Linked DNA regions of Mus musculus: regions 2, 3 and 4 are each linked to region 1. The links are chromatin contacts, called in public HiChIP or PLAC-seq maps. All regions are on one chromosome and are shown on one strand. The core of a region is the stretch at or near the end of the contact, and the rest is flanking DNA. Distances in the headings are between cores, read along the strand shown. Region 1 has its middle 52 kb from the start of Mir1843b. Region 2 has its middle 20 kb from the start of Mrps14. Region 3 overlaps Tnn (tenascin N). Region 4 holds the start of 4930523C07Rik (RIKEN cDNA 4930523C07 gene).

Evidence for each region. HiChIP or PLAC-seq counts read pairs in DNA pulled down with a chosen protein or histone mark.
Region 2: a contact with region 1 is called in an H3K27ac HiChIP or PLAC-seq map of embryonic fibroblasts, with 27 times the contacts expected there. The contact joins two enhancer-like sites. A contact is called at or near these places in 2 of 39 promoter capture datasets (embryonic stem cells and hippocampal neurons), 3 of 15 datasets of contacts at CTCF or cohesin (the NIH/3T3 cell line, large pre-B cells and pro-B cells), 100 of 484 Hi-C or Micro-C datasets (the AML12 cell line, B cells, the BV-2 cell line and 58 more) and 7 of 115 datasets of contacts at active chromatin or transcription factors (the NIH/3T3 cell line, astrocytes, craniofacial prominence and 4 more).
Region 3: a CTCF HiChIP or PLAC-seq map of the NIH/3T3 cell line shows a contact between it and region 1, with 6 read pairs. The contact joins two enhancer-like sites. A contact is called at or near these places in 1 of 15 datasets of contacts at CTCF or cohesin (the NIH/3T3 cell line), 2 of 484 Hi-C or Micro-C datasets (bone marrow-derived macrophages and spermatogonia) and 4 of 115 datasets of contacts at active chromatin or transcription factors (the NIH/3T3 cell line, VIP interneurons, embryonic basal ganglia and 1 more).
Region 4: a contact with region 1 is called in an H3K4me3 HiChIP or PLAC-seq map of stem cell-derived neural progenitor cells, with 24 read pairs. The contact joins the promoter of 4930523C07Rik here to the enhancer-like site in region 1. A contact is called at or near these places in 2 of 39 promoter capture datasets (cranial neural crest and embryonic stem cells), 7 of 484 Hi-C or Micro-C datasets (dorsal root ganglion neurons, embryonic stem cells and granulosa cells), 9 of 115 datasets of contacts at active chromatin or transcription factors (craniofacial prominence, embryonic basal ganglia, embryonic stem cells and 5 more) and 1 of 9 other capture datasets (embryonic stem cells).

Annotation. Positions count from the first base shown.
Region 1 is chr1:159,390,442-159,395,258 of GRCm38.p6, forward strand. No RefSeq gene overlaps it. Among named protein-coding and RNA genes, the nearest start is that of Mir1843b, 52 kb to the left of the region's middle. Within about 2 kb of position 2,835, at least 115 of the 459 cell types and tissues checked have an H3K27ac peak or open chromatin away from gene starts, as enhancers often do. A contact at or near this core is called in the NIH/3T3 cell line, the STO cell line, craniofacial prominence and 4 more, where this site is marked.
Region 2 is chr1:160,172,981-160,177,797 of GRCm38.p6, forward strand. No RefSeq gene overlaps it. Among named protein-coding and RNA genes, the nearest start is that of Mrps14, 20 kb to the right of the region's middle. Within about 2 kb of position 2,426, at least 10 of the 459 cell types and tissues checked have an H3K27ac peak or open chromatin away from gene starts, as enhancers often do. A contact at or near this core is called in the STO cell line and embryonic fibroblasts, where this site is marked.
Region 3 is chr1:160,098,894-160,103,710 of GRCm38.p6, forward strand. All of the region lies in intron 18 of Tnn (tenascin N), which reads right to left. Among named protein-coding and RNA genes, the nearest start is that of 4930562F07Rik, 23 kb to the left of the region's middle. Within about 2 kb of position 2,303, at least 49 of the 459 cell types and tissues checked have an H3K27ac peak or open chromatin away from gene starts, as enhancers often do. A contact at or near this core is called in the NIH/3T3 cell line, where this site is marked.
Region 4 is chr1:160,042,393-160,047,209 of GRCm38.p6, forward strand. It overlaps 4930523C07Rik (RIKEN cDNA 4930523C07 gene), which reads left to right and starts at 1,988. Exons shown (of 3, transcript NM_001162896.1): 1 at 1,988-2,361. Gm37294 (predicted gene, 37294) reads right to left here and starts at 1,925. Exons shown (of 2, transcript NR_168324.1): 1 at 1,756-1,925.

The DNA.
Region 1 (4,817 bases), core at 1,585-4,084:
ATGTCCCTTACCAGCTCCAGCTAGAGCCCCAGCCCCAGCCCCAGCCCCAGCCCCAGCCCCAGCCATAGGCTATTTTCTTATATATGTGCTGTGGCTGTTCTCTCCAGATTCAAAGGCAGTTCTCCACTGCTATGCTCTGGACCACACAGTGCCCCAGAAGAAACAGTGCACCCACTTTCCCCAGCACCCTTCACCATGGGTCACTTCTTACATGCAGCCTAGCCCCCCAACCTGGAGTAGTGACCCACTGCCCCTAACTCTTATTTCTGGCCATAGTCGCTCATATCCACAGTCAAAGTTGAGTTTGCCCCTCCTAGAGGCTGAGGGTCTACTAGCCTCTCAAAGGCACTGCCTATTTAAGCACTACACATTTACATCTAAAACCTAATGATAACTCTAAGTTAGTTAAGTACCTAACAGACCTCTTATATCCTAACTCCGCAATTACTCTTGCGTTAAAAAGTTACCTTCACATAGTCATTCAGTTGCAACCACATTCCATTCTGCCTTTTTTGCTTTAAAGAAACAGGCTTTTGCACATCTCTGCAGCCTTCTCGTCTGCCTTGAGATGGCTGCACTACAGCGCACCCTGTGGCCTGGGCTCAGTCACATCAGCAGCTGCACACAGCTCACACCTCTGTTCCTCTTCACCAGTAGTCTACTTTCCTGTTCACCTGGCCATATGTGCACTCTCTTGTAACTCCTATACCATAACAAGGCTGTGTCCCTACTTCATGTGGCATAGATAGGTTGCCACACCCATTATAACAACATCCCAAGGGGAGCTCAAAACATATCATCTATCTATCTATCTATCTATCTATCTATCTATCTATCTATCTATCTATCTATGTTTGTTTGTTTTTAACACTAAGTAGTTCTGGCTGGCCTGACACCATGTAGATCAGGCTAGCCTTAATTTAACTTGTGGTACTCCCCCTCCCCCCCCCCCCGCCTCTGTCTCCAGTGTGTCATGTCTTGCCATAACCCACATGGCTTGGTCATAGAACCCTGACTGGGGTTGGTGAAGGAATAAAGAAAGGACAGACAGACAGACAGACACATGTACAGAAAGCTGAGATCAGGTGGGGCGTGTACCTTCTGATGGAAAGGCGCCTATCCTACTGTAACCCAGAACCTCAGTGTGTTTATCAGGTACAGCACGGGGAGGGGGTGGCGGAGGAGGGGGGACTAGCTAGACTTGCTAGGAGGTGTCTGAAGTGACCGTCTCAGGCTACAGACATCCAGGAGAATGAAGCTGCAGTTGCTAGTTTTTTGTTTTTTGTTTTTTTTCTTTCAAATGATTGTACACACTCGTCAATCATTTGAACTCAGACTCCCGTGGAGAACTTGCCTCTGAGGCTCACCCAGGGAAGGCTTAGCCACTCCCATGGGGCTGAGGCATAGAATCTTTGACATGGCTATGCTCATAGCAACAGTGCAAATCACCAAGACTTCTGTCACTCAGGGTTTCCTCTGCTCCCTACAATGCCTCCCTAAAACAGATGGTTTTATTGTTTGTTATTGGCCCATTCTTTGATAATAAACTCTCTCTCTCTCTCTCTCTCTCTCTCTCTCTCTCTCTCTCTCTGTGTGTGTGTGTGTGTGTGTGTGTGTGTGTGTGTGTGTGTGTGTGTGTGTGTGTGTGTGTGTGGTTAAGAATAGGTGTCTTCCTCTATAACTCCCCATATTAGTTTTTGAGATAGGGTCTCTCGCTGAACCTGGAATTCATCACATCAGTTTGACTGACTGGCCAGCAAGCCCCAAGATCCTCCTACCTCTGCATCTCCAGAACTGGGATGACAGGTGTGTCCCTACTACATCAGGCTGGGATGACAGGTGTGCCCCTCCACATCAGGCTGGGATGACAGGTGTGCCCCACCACATCAGGCTGGGATGACAGGTGTGCCCCTGCACATCACATTTTTATATGGGTGGTAGTGATTGAATCTCAGACTTGTATGGCAAGCACTTTACTAACTGAACTATCTCCCCAGCCCAATAGCCTCCACCTTTATGGATCTGGGTTACCAGGAGCCTGCCCTAGGCAGGAGCTGTTCGAGTACAATTCCACATCACACATTCCCACATAAGGAAACTAAGGCTCAGGAAGGTTAGGAAAATTAAGGAAGACCACACAATTTCAACACCCAGTAAGGAGGAAGGCTGAGATTGCAGTGGTAGCCTCTGCTTATGACACTGTCCTACATTTCAGGCAACGGGACCTGGCTCAGGGGTGTTGGAGCTCTTGTGAAAAACGAACCCCAACATAACAGAACATGCTGAATTTTCATTTCTTATTCCAGCTCAGCAGCATGCCCTTCCACTCGAGGGATAGATGAGAGATCTGCCTCTTACCTACTGTGTAGCGTGAGCAGCTGATGCACAAAGGAGGCTAGTAGGTCAGAGGAGGCCGGAGGATGCGAGCCAGCATCCCACAGAGCCAGAGAGCAGGTGGGAGGCCAGGTGCGATGGGTCATCATGGGGAGATCCCCGTGGCAAGCAGGTCTGCAGTCCTCGCTCCAAGGGGCTCTTGACACTACAGTGAAAGCTTGCCTCTATGCTGTGGTCTCAGACAACCTTTCAGGAGTACCTCTCTGACCCCTGACCCTCAGCTGAACAGCCCTCTCTGCCTGGCCGGGCCATTCAGTCTCCTCCTGGTCTCTCCTTACAATTCCGGCCTGCAGCAATCATGCATTCCACTGAAATTACAATTTCAATGATTCATTTGGCAATTAATCATCTCCTGCCTTGCAACATCCCTTCTATTCCATGTTGAGCTGTTATTTAGAAGTGCAATTGTTCAACTTTCCACAGCAGCATATGCTGCCTCGCTAAGCTAGCTGGGGGTGGGGTGGGGTTAAGGGGTTGTTGTCTCTCTGCTGCAGTCAATCAGGCTGGAGGAGCTGTGTGAGACTCACACTGGAGGGGCCAGGAAGTGGGCAGGGGCACTAACTCAGCAGGCAGGGAGAGCAGGATGCAGGAGCCTGGAGCCTGCCACAGCTATTGAGGCAGCTAGGCAGCCCCTCCCACGCATGCACACTGCCTTCTTCTTCTTCTTCCAGATTCCCTAGTTATAAAACATTTCTGGATAGAAACCGTCTTAGGAATTTTCCATGCAGCTGCACTGTCTCCTTGCCTAGATTTCATTTCCTGTGGGCATGGACCATTCATTTTACTTTCCCTAAGTTGCTTAATAGGATACAGGCATCTCTGAAGTTACACGGGCAGGCCTTGGCTCTGTACTTATGAACTGTAAACTTGGACAAATAATTCCACTGCTTTCAGTTTCATTTACATCCCTCTAACATGGGGAAGGGGTGTCTATCTTATGGTGTTGTTAGAAGGGTCTTGAAGCCAGCATGTCAAATAGCTCCCAACTATTTGTATTTGCTCTCACAGAATTATTATTATTATTATTATTAATTATTTTCTATTTGTAGATGGGATTTAGGAGAGAGGAGCAGGGAGGATAGGAGGGAGATATTTTGGAGGACAAAGGGACAGCCAAGTAAGGGACTGAGTTTCATGCCTGTGGGCTGTCCAAGCATGGCTGAGGGGATGTCTAAAAGGAGGGTTAGGGAGAGGAAGTCTGAGCAGGGAGTGGCACCAAATGGCTTGCAGAAAACTCCAGGCCTGAGATGTCCCTGGCTTCTCTGTGCTTAATATCAGAGTGTTTGCTTGAGATGAACTTGACCTTCAAGGTCAGGGATAGACCCGAGGAAGGCCACACAAGTCAGCAGAAAGAACACTGAAGGCAGAATGGCTAGGGAGTGCTTTCTCCAACTGCATTCTGTTCTGGATCCCAGACACCTCCTTAAAGCCAAGGACAAGAGGGGGCCAATTTCACAAGTTGAGCCCAGGAAGGATTTTCAGTGTTTTAATATAATAAAGGTGGGTATGTCCAAGCAAGAAGATGGTCTTTTCTGGCCTGAGACCTAGGTAGGCTGAGACCCACTTTCCCACTCCTCCAGTGTCACTCTCAGGGGCTGCATATGTCTGTTCTAGTCTCCCTACATGCAGCAATCTGGCCACATAAGCACCCAGAGACTGATGTCACACATCAGACTCACCGGGAGCAGAGCAGGTCTCTGGAAGAGAAAGGGGAGTGATGAGGGTGGTACAGAAATGCAGCTCATCTTGTACAGAGATTGCTCAGCACATGAAACCTGGGGTTTGCTTTCAAGCACCACATAAAGAAGTTATGGCAACAGAGACCTGTAGTCCCAGCACTTGGGAGGTTGAGACAGCAGGATCGGAAGTTCAAAATCAACCTTGGCTATAAAGTGAGTTTGAAGTCATCCTGGGTTACAGGATAGCCTGACTTAAAAGAAAAAGGGCAAAGAGAGACTTAGGGAGAGAAAAAGTAGATGGGAGCTGTCTCGTCTTTTGATTGAGGACATGGGCAAGAAGTATGCTCAAGAATATAGACCTAGGAGCTGAAGAGATGGCTTTGAAGGTAAGGGCATTTGTGAACAATCCTGAGTTCAGTTCCCAGAGCCCAAATGGTAGAAGGAAAAAACCCACTCTCACAAGTTTGGCTGTGACCTCCATACATATCCTAACCCCTCCCCCCACCCCCAAGGGAAAAAGAAGAGTCCAGGACCTGGGGCTCTGAAGAAGAACCAAGCAGGCTAGGTGAGCTTTGCCTCTTTTGTGCCTCTTTTGCTTCCAGTAGGGTACAATTACCCCACCCCACCCCCAACACACACAAACATTGTGGCAACTGAGCACTGTGTGGATTTCTCACTGAGTGCTGTTGTAAGTACAACACGCACACAGGATCCAGATGACCCAGCACAAACAAAAGGGACAGA
Region 2 (4,817 bases), core at 1,176-3,675, 780 kb after region 1:
TAATTTTTAATTAGCACACAGAATATTAGTTTTCATTATGACATTCCATACACATACATCATTGCATTGTGCTCAAATCCATCCCAGCCCATCCCTCTTTCACCCTCTCATGAATCTCACTCTCCTTATAAATCTCCTTGTGATTTTTATCCTGTCATGTAGAAGAGTAAATATATAATATTTTATCTCTTTCTCCTCTCCCCTCCCTTTAAGTCCTTTCCTCACCCTCTTATAGGCTTCCTTCTACTTTTACATCTCTCTCTCTCTCTCTCTCCCTCTCTCTCTCTCTTTCTCTCTCTCTCTCTCTGTGTTAGTGTGTGTCTGTCTGTCTGTCTCTGTCTCTCTGTCTCTCTGTCTCTCTCTCCTACACACACACACACACACACACACACACTCACAGATGTAACTGATGGGGGGGGGGGAGTTGAGAAGAAGGTAGGGAGAATTTCCAGGAAGAGACAGAGACCTGGGATTGGGGAGGCACCCTTGGCTGTGACTCACTGCATTGAAGAGGCTGCCTCCTCTCTCTAGGCAGGAACCCCAGTGGAGCAATAGGGACACCAACCAACCCACAAAACTTATCCTAACTACAAGAAATTCAGGAATTGAGGATGGAGGAGAGACTGAGGGAATGGCCACCCAATAACCTGCCCAACTTGAGTCCCATCTCATGGGCAAGCACCAATCCTTGACACTATTAGTTGATACTGTTATACTTGCAGGTAGGCTTGCTTTCAGCTACCTCAGACAGAGGTATACACCCACAGCCAAAGAGTGGATGGAGCTTGGGGACTCTTATGGAAGAATAGGAGGAAGGATTGCAACCCCTACGGGGATATTAACTCCACAGGAAGACCAACAGAGTCAACTAACCTTGACCCTTGGGGCTCTCAGAGCCTGAACTACCAACCAAAGAACATACACAGGCTGGACCTAGGCCTCTCCACACATATGTAACAGATATGCAGCTTGGTCTTCATGTGGGTCCCAAACAACTGGAGCGAGGGCTTCTGAGATAAGAAGGCAGGTGTGAAGGGAGACAGTAATACCGTGGCGAATCCCAGGCTTCCCCTTAGGACTCACTCACTTGAGCTATAAGTAGATGAGACTCCAGGACGAAAGTCAGTTAAGTCTTGGAAATCAGTTGGACGTGTCCAGTGATACACTCAATATACCCAATGAGATGCTAGGGATCTGAAGTTGCAGAGAAATTGAAGTTCAGAAGAGATGTGTGAATGAAGACAGACAGACAGATGTAACAATGGCAGTTGAAGCTATCAGAATGCACAAGAACAGTCATAAAATAAGAAAAGAAAAACCAGACAGAACAGCCAAGTCTTTGGTAGACGGACACTTCTGAAAGAAGAGTCTGGGAGCACACTGTTAGAAAGACTACGATGTTGGGAAATTATATGAAAATAAAGAGGTATTTTGATCACAGCCAGAGTTAAAAGAAGGAAGTAGTTTGTTGAAATGGTAAATTGGAGCCAGATTTTAGAGGTCACTAAATGTCAAACAAAAAAAATCAACTGTTTTCACCACCTCTGTGATCAGTGGTAAAAGTCACTGTACGTGTGCTAGATTTTGTGAGCTGAGCCTCCTAACCCTGTAGGAGAATTTAGAAACAAAATCCTTAAGTGTCTGGACCATGGGATTGGAAAGAGGACTCAGCAGCTCAGAATACTCTCAGCTCTTCCAGACCTAGGGTTAATGCCCAGCATCTACTTGGCAGGTCAGAAACCATCCATAATTCCAGGTTCAGGGGATCCAATGCCCTCTTCTAGCTTCTGTGGGCTCCAGACACACATGTGGTGCACAAACATACATACAGGCAAAAACACTTATACACATAAAAACAAATGAATAAAATTTTTGAAGAGAATGAATATCTCTGCCTCTGACATATGTCGCCTAAACAGCACCACTGACTTGAAGAAGCTGGAAGGAAACCCCAGAATTTCCAGGGCTGTCATTATTTTTGCTTAGTTATTACAAGCATGTTGCCAGTGACAATGACAGGCTCCCCAAGAATCCTGCTGGCCTAGCCAAGTCCAAAACCAATTGCAGCTTATCCCGCAGCCTCTGTGAGGAGCCTCTGTCATGGAGTCTTGACGCCACAATGAATCCTGGGATTCTTGGTTTATATTCCAGAGAAGCCATCAGACAAGAGCTGAACAATGTCTGTTCACCTTTCCATTACAATGTCCCACAAACAAAGAAAATGGCCCAAGGCAAAGAGAAGGCAGACATCCTGACTCTTTTAAATGTTGGCAGCCCTACCTTCTACCATGCCACTGTGGTTTTGGGAGAAGTTTAAAGCTATGCTTCAAGAGTAATTATACATGAAGGAGCTCGTTAGACATAACCACAGCAGGGGAGAGAGATGAGCTGTATCTTTGCAGGAGGCATCAGGGTCCATGGTGAGTACGTGTTTCTGACTGTGCAGCGAGGTATGTAGTGACATCTTGGTAGATGGCATGTGTTTGGGATTATGTATGTCACATCAAGATGGTCTGTTTTGTCGTCTAGGAGATGGACAGCGATTCAGACTGACAATCAGGTGGCTGACAACTGGCTGGGTATTCATGGTCATCTTCAGGAGAATGTACTGGCTCATACACTTTGGTAGCATGTACTGTATGGTCACTTTCAGAAAATCTTAAAGTTCCTGGACAAAGTCAGAGGCTGAGAGATGTGCTGGGCAGATCTGCCACCCTCAGGAAACGATTGGCCCTGGGAACTTTGAGGAAAGAAAAAGGAAGATAAGTATAGCTGATCAAAATGTTCTTTAATTGAAACTTTGGCCAATCTTTCCTCTAGACCTCAATTTAACTTTGTACTGGGTCATTCTTCTCAATGGAAGCAATGTTAATAGGCAGAGGAAACTTTTGGGGAGCAGAGAGACTACCTCTAGATTTTGAAAGCATAGGAAGCTGAACTTAGCCTTTTAGACATCCTCAGGATGCCCCATGTTAAAGAAGAAAGCCCCTCTTTTTCTGTTAGCTCACTGGTGATGAGCAATCAGTGTCGTGAAAGAGGCCAAACTACCCATAGGAAGGTCACAGGGGACAGAGCTCATGAAGGAGTCAAGTTTAACAGTGAATCCAAAAGTAAGATCTAAGGCTAAGGGTATCAATACCATGGAGAATAGGAAACACACAATGGAGGTGGGCTCTGTCTAAACTAGTAAAGCTAGTTAAGCTAGCTTCTACTACTGGTGTATCTAGTAAAGCTACGGATGAGAAAGAACTGACCCCGAGTTCCCAGGCTCATAAATCACAATATACAGGCTGGAGGGAAGGGAACAATGATAAAGGACGGCCACGTTAGTACAAGGATCTGAGTCCATTTCCCCAAACCCAAGTGAGAGTACTAAGCATGGTGGCCCATGCTTGTAATTCCATCTCTGGGAGGAGGAGGAGAAGGCAGGAGCATCTCTGTGCTATCTAGCCAGACAGATAGACAGACAGACAGACTGACTGACTAATTGGCAAGTTCTAGGCTAGTGAGTGACCTTGTTTCAAAGGAAGTGGACAGCATTTCTAAAGATAGGGAGATGCTGTCTTGGAGCCTCCACATACCTGTGTACACACCCACATAAACACATACCTGCACACACACACACACACACACACACACACACACACACACACACACACACACATGCATGTTTGAATGGCATTAGTGCCAGAAGTATTCTAAGAGAAAACTATCTCTGCCTGAAGACCCAGCAAAGCCTCCTGGCTAAGATAAAAATAAGTATGTGTTTTGAGGTCAGAAAATAATACTGCCTGCATGTGCCTATGCCCAGGTACATAGTATATGTCTCCGAAGCAATAGTTTGCATCTGACATAGTCATACTAAAGGATTTTTCATTAACTCAAGAATCGGTTACTGTATCTTTTTGTCAAACATTCCTCCTAAATCTTACTCCTATTTCTGGAAATGCCTGGAGCATTTCATTTTTGAATAACATCTGGTAAATGAGACATCAATTAGTCATAGAAATTGCCGTTTTATGCCATGAGACAAGTTTTTAAAAAAGGATCCCCGTGGACTGCAATTCAAAGAGGAAACGTTGTCTTTGTGCTCATCCTCGATCATGGATCGGATCCTCACTGTGCAGCAGCTGCTCTAAGTAGGAAACGGACTCAAGGCTTGAATCCTCACAATAACTCAGCGTGGTGGGGAGCACTCCACGCAGGCACTCAGCACACATGGTAAAGAAACAGTAGAGCTACAATAGTCAGCTGCAGAGCCTGCCACTCAGACTGCATCCCACACTTGAAGCTGAAAACTAAGGGCAATGGTGACTTGAGCTTTGCCCCAATATACCGGTCAGAGGTCAGTAAGTATTAAAATTAAACACCCTTTTAAGCTCAGTGATTTTACCAGTTCATTTCCCCCTAACGTCCCTCTGTTTCTTAGTAGAAAGTGATAGGTCCTGAATTTCAAAGTGCTTGTTGCTCATGGTGCCCAAGTGAATATATGTTGTTAAGAAAATAATGTTAGAGTCACAGAACTCATCATTTCCCCATCAGATATTAAAGACGAGTTGACAGAGCTGGGGAGTCAGAGGGAAAACACAACATCAGGGTTAGCTTTCCCAGCACTGAGTTACTATGTGTGCTTTGGTTTCACCATCTGGAAAATGGAGATGATAAAATTTTGGCCTCACTGGGGCATAGAAAGATCAGCAAACCAACGTCTGTAATCTGAGTAGTCTAGAGTTTCTTAGAGGCGACAAAGATTACTAGCATGTATTTATCCAAATAAGATCATTAGCAAAGGACTGATGCCAGCCTCCCTCGAATTT
Region 3 (4,817 bases), core at 1,053-3,552, 710 kb after region 1:
GAATAAAGCTGAAATGGTTCCTGTCTGAATGGAGCAAACATTCCAGTAAATAAGATAGACATGAGTTAAGTAATCCAACAAAGAAAAATTCAGTTAAACCAACAATAAGAGCTATGAAGAAAGATACAGTGGGACTGCACCTAAGCAAGAGCCAACAGGACTCTCCTGGGAAAATATCAGAAGCTTGCAGGGTTAGCAGGAGCATCAAGAAGAGAAAGGAAGGCTGCTAACCCTGATTCTGGGTGCTCGTCACGAAGGACTAGGAGAGGAGGCTGGAAAACAGGCAAAGGTCAGCCCTGGTGGGATTCAGTTTGGTTGAAGATGTTGGTCCATTGTAAAAAGCAATGGTAAGTTTGGAAGACTAAACAGGAAACAGAGTTTTCCCCAGATCCTTCTAGCTACAGTGTAGAGAATGCCTGTCCAGTGGCAGGAGTGGAAGACATGGTAACCAGTTTGAAGACCACTGTACTGTGCTGTTCACAGTGGATGGTGAGTTAGACAAGAAACTACCCTGAAGATAGACAGATGTCGGCAGAAGGAAACTTGACAGTCATGGTGACAAAGTGGGTCAACACTAAGAGTTCACATACACATGAGTTGATCGGTTGTTGGAATTCCAGTCCATGTTTTTAGGACTTGAGAAACTACCCCACCCCACCAGGGCTGTCCTGTTCTATAGAAGTTTTGATTGCAGCACTGGATAATTATTTACTCAGCTGTTCTTGCAGAAGGAAGATTCTGAGAGGGACATCTTTTGCAACTGTATCAAGCTCACTTGGGGACACTGTGTAAGTTGGGAGTTTGTTTGTTCTCCTTTCCTTTTAGCTGTGCTGGGAATCAAATGTAGGGTCTTGTGCATGCCAAGCAAGTACTCTACCACTGATTAACATCCCTGGTCCAGTATTAATTCTTTCTGAGGTTTCCTGGTGAAGCAGGGTTTCATGTAACCAGCAGAGGGGGGTAGGGTGCTGATGAGAGACCTAGGCTTGCTCTCTAAGTTGGAAGTGTATCTGGGAGAAATGGCAGGAGTTCACCAAGTCCTACTTCACTCTCCTTGTCCCAAGAACACAGGACGGTTTTCAACTTCTTTTGCAGGTAAGTAAAAAGCATGTGACTATTCCTAAGCTAAAGGCAGGAGGACCAGAGTAGGTGGGGTTCTCCACACTGTCTTCCATTGGCATGCACATTGGTAAATGCTACATGCTGCGATGGCCTAGCCACAAATCGGAAGCAACCTGAACTGCTGAGACAGCACTCAGAAGTGACTGCATGTGTATTCTTAGAGCATGGGAGTGGGAGAGTGGCTTGTCACTGTCATTGCTGTGGAATCATGCTGTCCTAATGAACACAAGGATCCAGTGAGATTCAAAGTGAAAGTACGGGGGTCGGAGGAAGGAAAGATGCTGCCATATACAAAGAAAGTCAGAACTGAAATCAATCCTTGGAGACCTCCAATACGCTCATAGGCATGGATGATCTCGTTAGGGAGAGAAGAAGCAGCTAGGGACAGAGAAAGGAAACTAAAAAACATTGTGTAATAACCGAGAAATAATGGTCAGTAGTCCCCAGTACTGATGAGGGGTGAAGGGATGTAAGATCAAAACTCCCTGGGATTTAGTGACATGAAAATCCCCAATTACTTCAGCAAGGGCTGGGTTAGAGAGAGGCAGGAAGCAGGCTGGGCTGGGCTGAGGAGTAAGAAAAATGAGAACTAGAGATTTGGTTCTGTTTCAGAAAGATGAGCTGCTTTGTATACGAAAAGATCTCTACTCGGGAAAAGAAGGCCACTTCCCCCTCAGAGTAAATCAGACTCCTTTATATGAGATAAACTCGAAAACTTTCCTAAACCCAAACACACCTGCACACAGTATTGAAAAGAGTAATGCTATTATTCCACTTGAACTTGAGACCAAACTAAAAGTCGTTGTGGCCCATTCAGTGATGATTAGCAACCACTTACCAAAGTCTAGAATTGTATGTCTACCTCTGTTTCCCCTGTACTGATCTAAAGGAAGAAGCCCCAACATGAAATTCTATTATCTATAGCCTTGAATTTGGTGAAGGAAACCTAATGGTTGTGGAATCTTTACATTTTTCTCTAAAAGTGACACGAGCTGAGGTCACACGTGGCCGCTCACCATTAACTCCCTTCAGCACCACTACAGCTCTGTGGCTGAGGAGGTGCTGAATAAAGACACCCATGGGAAGAGAATGTTCCAGGCTCCAAGTCAGCCACAGACACTTTCTGGCCTGGGGGATAGTGAGTCAGTCATTTTGGTTTCTGATCCCAGCCAGCTCACTGTAAAGCAGAGAGGAGTGGGGAAGAGAAGTCTGCCACAGCGTTTCTGGGAAGGCTAGATGGAACAGTACATGTCCTCCAAAAATGTCCCATAAATGGGCATAAACTGACAAGAAGAATTTAGGGAAAATCACAGCAAGTCATTGCACACAGAAGTAACACAGCTAATTAGCACGCTGTTCTTAGCTCCTTTTCTCCCTGTTGCCCACTTGTTAAAGCTTCCCCCGCTTGGATTGGGTGGGGTTTTTTTTTTTCCTGTTTGGTTGATTGGTTTTTTTTTTTCCTTCATTCTTCATTTATTTTGTGCTTAACATAGCAACCATTTACCGGACATCTAATGAATGTTGATTCTGAGGGAAAAAATAACAATGCCGTTTTACAGATGGCAAAGTCCAAGAAAATTAGCCATATCCACACAACCATTTGGTGGCTCAAACAAGGATGATACACAGTCCAGTGTTGGTCAGAAAGTTTGAGAGTCTAGCTCTCCCAGGTATATTTCCTCAGTAGTATTTCTGAACACTTGGGAGATTTGTTTCCTAGTAAGGAGCCTGTGTCAACCTGCTCTCGGATTTCTTCTTGTCTCACAGTGCAATCTAGGCTGGACATGGTGCTGACATTCCTTATGTGTCTATCCACTGTGTTAAGTAGCATCCTCAACCAAGGCTGGGATTGATTCTGAGCCTGCCTTTCTAATGAAATGTGCAATACCAATTTCTCTATCTCCAGTGAGCATGCTTGGGGCTTGGGGTTTTATTGTTTTGCTTAGTATTTTTAAAATGTCCCAGTATGTGCAGGCTGGTTTTGAACTCATACATAGCCAAGACCATCTTGAACTTCTAATCCCTGTGCCCCTGCCTCCCATGTGCTAACATTACAGTTGTGTAGCATCATGTCCAGTTTTCAGTGCTACCAGAGAACAATCTCAGTACTCTGAGTATGCTAGGCAAGCACTCTACCAACTGAGCTATGCCCACAGCCCAAGCTTCTCTGAACTGTCAGGTCAAAGTATAACTAGGCCCCATGACCTCAGAGCTTAGAGGAAGTCTTCAGTGAGGTCAGCAAGTCATACCATAGCAGAGTCTGGCACAAACAGATAACAATAAACTGTTATTATATCTTAATAATTGTTGATTTCCATTGTATTACGTCATATTTAAGTATACTGACCCACACAGATAATTTATACATCTTGATCAGATGGCTTTGATTGAGGCTTTTAATCAATTTTGAAAATTTAAATGCTCTACAATGAACTACTCAAAAAAATAGTAAAAGGAAATAAATCTATGTTGGGGTCTGTAATCCAGCACTGTCATCATCCTGGAGAAATTTCTCACTAAATCAGGAGGGGAAAATCAAACTTGCATTGAACTGTCTGTGGAAAGAGCCCCTGGTGCAGCCCTTACACTTCCAAGATGGAAAGATTTGAAACTTTTAAGTGTTCCCTGATGTTCTTTCCAGCCTCCTCCTGGCTGTCTGGGTAGCCTTGGGGGCAAAGTCCTTCTGCCTGTTCATCAAATTAGGTGCCTGCAGCCTGGACCAGAGAACAACTTTCATAAAAGGATTTTAAAAGCTTGATAGAAGCCTGGGTTATCTTTAAGAGTTAGAAGACTCTTGAACCAAATAAAAACCCCAAACAGTAAGTGAAATATATAGTAGAAGTTTTTAGAACTCTATTTATCTTGTGGAGCCCCTGACTTAGAGGAGACCTCTGTACAGTCTACATATATTACCTACTGGAGGCCGGAGCAAACAACGTGAGGTGGGGGGGTGGGGGATGAGACTGATACTGGTTACAGTACTGAGTGGATTCAGCAATTCTATAACTGACAGTGTTTAAGGAAGGCTCATTTGTATGGGTATATAGAAAGCAAGTCAGAGATTCGTCTCATTTGTTCATTCCTGGATGGTTAATCTATGTCTGACACACAGTAGGTACTCAATAAATATTTGTACACTATATCATGGGTTGTGCAGGGAGACAAACCACCACCACCACCACCTCTCCTTCTCTCTATCTCTCCCCCCATCTCTCTCTGTCTTTCTACCTCTCTCTGTGTGTCTCTCTCTGTATCTCTGTATCTCTCTACTTCTCTCTGTGTGTCTCTTTTTCTCTCTCTGCTCTCTCTCTCTCTTTCTACCTCTCTCTGTCTCTCCCTCTCCCTCTCCCTCTCTGTCTCTCTCTCTCTGTCTCTGTCTCTGTCTCTCTCTGTCTCTCTCTGTCTCTGTCTCTCTCTGTCTCTCTCTGTCTCTCTCTGTCTCTCTCTGTCTCTCTCTGTCTCTCTCTCTCTCTCTTTCTCTCTCCTGCCCTAGGATAAATGGTCCCTTCCTTGTACAAGCTTTGCTTTCAAAAAAAGACCACACTAAACAGTACAGACATCCTGCCAGTGGTCAATTACAAGCACAACTGTGGTAAATTGGGCTGTGGGCCTGAGGGAACTGAGCTCAGGTACAATGGTGATGATGAAAAGCAGCAGGCACAGACATACAGGGCTGCTTAGGTGGGAGACCTCCC
Region 4 (4,817 bases), core at 738-3,237, 650 kb after region 1:
GGGCCATTCATGAGTTCATATAAGTTGAGACTTCACCGCCAAAGGGGAGACACAGTAGGTGGGTGCTCTAACTTGTTTTCTCATAAGGGATGCGTCATTCACCCCAAAGGAAAACCTGCTGGCCAGATGCTCACTCATTACGTTAAAACATCAATAGACCCTGTAGCCTTGGCAACTCAATAACAGCCTACCAAGCATCTTGTCATCTAGTAAGTCCCTGATTTGACTGCCACAACGTCGCTGCTACTTGATAGGTTCTAGACTTTTTCTGGATCTGTCTTCCTGTGGACTAAGACAACATTGGGATGCCGCCCTACAGATAAGCATCTGGTTTTTGAAGTGCTGAGCTCATGGTGACTGCCTTAGGTTCTTCATTTCTCTGTGTTGTTGTTGTTTCTGGAAAGCATTGTGACCATCAGCCTAGCCTGTCCATAAAGTTGTTCAGGAAAGTATTTTCCACTGTCTTCCCCCCTGCTCAGCAGGTGTTAACCCAGAAGTTGTCCATAGAAGCCACTCTCTCTCCTGATGATGATATGGTGATGAGGGATAGGCTGGACTAGATAGAACTACTCAGACTCAGATCTCAACTCCACTATACATTAGCAATGACCTTGCAGAAGAAAGTTACTCCCCATCCTCAGGGGAAGGGGGCAAATTACATCTCACACAGGTCCGGTGTAGGTCCTGGGGGAGACTCGGTCTCCAATCACCGCACCGGGTTTGCACTTAAGGTTTCCTGTCATTCCCCAAGCCTGTCTTCCTCCAGCTCCCTGGTCCATTAGACCCTAGACCCCTGCTTCAGATTTGACACACAATGGAAGCCTTCCATCCACCACTAAATTGTTGGTGGAATCCATCTATAGCTGTCTCTTGCTAAAACTGTCTTCTTTCAGAGCCTGATCGTCCCCCTGCCCTACCCACTTAACCGTACTACTCCCACCCCCAACCCCACCCCCACAACAGATCACTTGGACCACTCTTCTTATTATCATTCAAATCTAGATCTATGTAGGGCATAGTGAAACACGTCCTTAAACCCAGCAAATTTCTGTGAGGCCAACCTGTTTCTACATTGTGAGTTCCAGGCCTGCCGGGGCTATATAGTGAGACTCGGTTTCAAAGGAACAACAACAGATCTAGATCGAGTTCTCTCTGTGGGATTTCTGGGGGAAAACCTCTACTTAATCTGCCTTTGGAAGAAGACTACAGGACCAACTATCCTTGGCATTTCTGGATGAATGCTGGGTTTTCTCTTTGGCCTTTCAACCCAGAGCCAGCTGGCTTCTCTTGAGTAAACCGGAACTCTCTTGTTTCCCGGTTGTGACAGTTAGCTTCACCAATCATTTTAATTCAGGCACCCAAAGGCCGAAGGACCCTATGGCTCAGGCCCAGCCACTGGAAAGCAAGCACCAGCTGCGCACCCTCCTGACACCTACAATCCAATGAGTAGAACCTCCGGTCTTTATCATGGCAAGATCTCTCAAGGTCATTCCGGGGAAGCCCCTAGATACTCCACAGCCGCTTCTGCCTATCACACCTTCCCAACTTCCCTGCAGAAGCCTTGGAGGCACTGAGCAAGCTCTCTACCACCCCACCTTTACATTTGGGGGCGGAGTTAGACAAACAAGAGATCTGAATATAAGCTCACAAGGAGTAAATAAAATGAAAAGGGAGAACTTTTGAAGTTAGTTGTCCCTGCCTCCTGCGCTCCTAACATCTCCAGGTAACTCCCATGGAGCGCACACACAAAGATACCTTGTCACGAGGCACCGGGGATTGCTCTCCCTTTAGACACCCCAGCCCTTTTCCTGGAAGGTGACTTTATTCCACAGCACGGGGCTGTTATTTTTTCCTTAGGCCAGGGTTGGGAGTTTACACCCCACGTCTCTGGGAACACTGGCGCGTCTGTGAGCAAAGTTGGCTCTGGCGTCCTGAAGGAGGCGTGCTCGGGGCGGAGGGGCAAAAGAACGTCACAGTGGGGCGGAGTGGGGACACTGGCCGGGAGACCCGGAGGAAGGACACCCGCGCTGCGTGTGCTGTGGCGTGTGCCTCCTAGTTTAAGGTAGGAGTTGGGCTGAGGAGAGACAGAGCCAGCCAGTCAGATTCAGGAAGTTGCGTTCCTGACCTCAGTAGCAGAGCTGGGTGCGGTGAAACCTCAGCCAGGGACGCAGGGGGCGCTTTCCTCCACATCACACTGGTGGCACCCACTGACCGGCAGCGCCGCCTCTCTCCCGGGACCTGGCAGTGGGAGGGAGAGGCAGGAGCAGGGACCCAGACCTCACCCTTGTGCCCAAGTCACTTCAGAGCACCGGAACAGAGCCAGCGGTCCCGCCGGCGGGAAGCCTTCCAACGGACCCAAAGGTGAGTTTCAAAACTTTCTGTATCGCTTTGTGCTGTTGTTTTCAAAATAAGTTTGGGAGCTGCCCCGCTGTGGAAGGGGACTTTCCCATAGAAGAGTGAATCCGCCCCTGAGAGAAGTGAGATAAAGGGGTTATTTCTAAGAAGCCGTTTGCACAGTTGCTTTCATTCTTTCCTCCTAGAGGTCTCTCACCTTCTCTCTGCTCCTGGCCTGACACATGGGCTCCTCTGGAGTTTGGGGTGGAGTTCTCAGCTCCAGTTGACACCAGCTGCAGGTAGGAGCCATTTGAAAAGGACCAGATGGACATTGTCTAAACGGGCAAAGTCAGTATTTGAGATGCTCCTAAAATCATACCCTCTGGGATTTAAAAACAAAACAAAACCAAACAAACAAACAAACTCATTCTAAAAGAAACTATAATTTCAATGGGGCTAAAAGACTTACCAGACTGAAAATGTGGCCTGGAGCCAAGGGGTGGAGTGAGATCTGTATGCCATTCTGAGTCTCTAGAGAGTTTGTGTGACACATTTTTTTTCCTGAACTTTCCCAACTCTCTAAATGGTCCTTGATCTTCTTCCCACCCAGAAAGGTGGATTGGAAAACACAGCAGGTCCTGTTTTGAAGGGCTATGTAGGAATGATTTGTGTAACAGTAGTTAAGTAAATGATAGCCGGATAGCTGTTGTTTTCAACACCAGTCCTGCCTATCTGAAAGGGAACCCAAAGCAAAGACTAGTGCTTGCCCTAATGAACACCAGCCAGCCAGCCATGAGAATCCGCAGGCCTGCTCTGCCCAGTCTGCTCAATGAGGAAGGCTAGGAATGCAGCACCCAAGCCACTCCAAGCTCCTGCCTGCCAAAGCCTTTATGCTACATCCACCATTGGAAAGAGAGAGAGAACCTGGAGCTAATTTTAGGGAATCTTCATTCTGAAGTATTGTTGGGGACCAAGAACAAGTCTTAAATGGACACGGGTGCATCTTGTTCTTAACCCTTTTACAAAGTTTATCAACGCCACCTAAAGAGCCCTGCAACTGAAAGGTACTGCTGCGTTAAACGCAGCTGTGTCTGGTTTGTTTGTGTTTTGTAATTTTTTTTAATTAAATTTTCACATTCTATAGTTATGGGTAGGATAGTTTTGCAAGGGTCTCTCCTAGCTTTGAGCTAAAATTCAGATCTATCAACCACTTAGTCTGATATGTCTTCCCTTGGCCTGGTACCTCCCTTCTTCTGAAATTCTGCCTCCCCTTCTATACCCATGACACCGTTCTAGGAAAGAGGCCCATTACAAAACAACATTTCGGGCACTGTCAACATTTTGCCTACAGAATCAAAAGAGGTGAAAGCCACAGGATCAAACCCAAGAAGATAATAAACAGTCAGCAGGCTTCTGCACCAGTTTTAACGTGGAAGGGGCACACTCATTAGCTAAGCATCACTGTACCTACTGTGTGTTGGGCAATGTGCCAGGGCTATGGAATCTAAGGCGATGATGTAGTTTGTACTTTCAAAGAGCCACCAGACTGGCAAATAGACACTAGGAAACAAACCACAGTTCAGAGCAATGTACATTATATAATAGTAAAAAGTGAAACCATACAAAGGATGGAGCAATGGTCGTCTGGGAAGACAGCACTTCAGAAGTGGTGCACAATCAAGATCTTGAATATGACTAGCATTTCCCAGGGAAGAGGTACTGTGGGCAAAGAAAAGGCTTTCCCGAAGTCAACACAGGAGCAGCATGGAATGGGGATTTGTCCTCTCCTGCCAAGAGCGGAATGTCTTTCAAGGCATACTAAGCCATTATTAGGTAGTGGAATGGTCCTCTCAGATTTGTGTTTGGAGAAAGAATTACTGGCCAGATGAGGGAAGAAGAGAAGTAGGGGAGCTACATGGGGACATGGACACTGAGGGATGTGGGCTAGGGAGATAGCTTAGGCTTTCCTGGGATACCCGGTAAAGGAATTCCTAAGACTGTGACTTAATCCTGGATTAATGGAGCACAAGCATGACTTATCTGTTTAACTAGGTGAGTGAATCTCTAGGAATCACCTCCTCACTTAAAAAGGAGGATGAGGAATGTTTAGTTCAGTTGTAAGGTCTGCTAACACCTCTCCAGAATGTTAGTTACCAGACCTGTGTGAGGAACTTGTCTTCATTGGAATGAAGAGAACGGCCTGCTGAGGCTGCTTGCAAAACCTGGCAGAGTCACTTTCAGATCTGGATGCCAGCCCCAGGTCCAGAGCTTATGTACTTGGCATAGGGGCAACAACAACACAGGAAACAAAAATCAACTAGACATGTGTGTGTGCTCGGTACCTGACTTGATCACTTATCAACTGCCCTTGAACAAATCTTTGACTCACTCAGCTTCGCTTCCTTCATATTTAAAACGGATAATTATTACACACCAGGGTGGTGGTTAGAATCAGAATCCAATTGAAAAAGTAAGTAAATTTA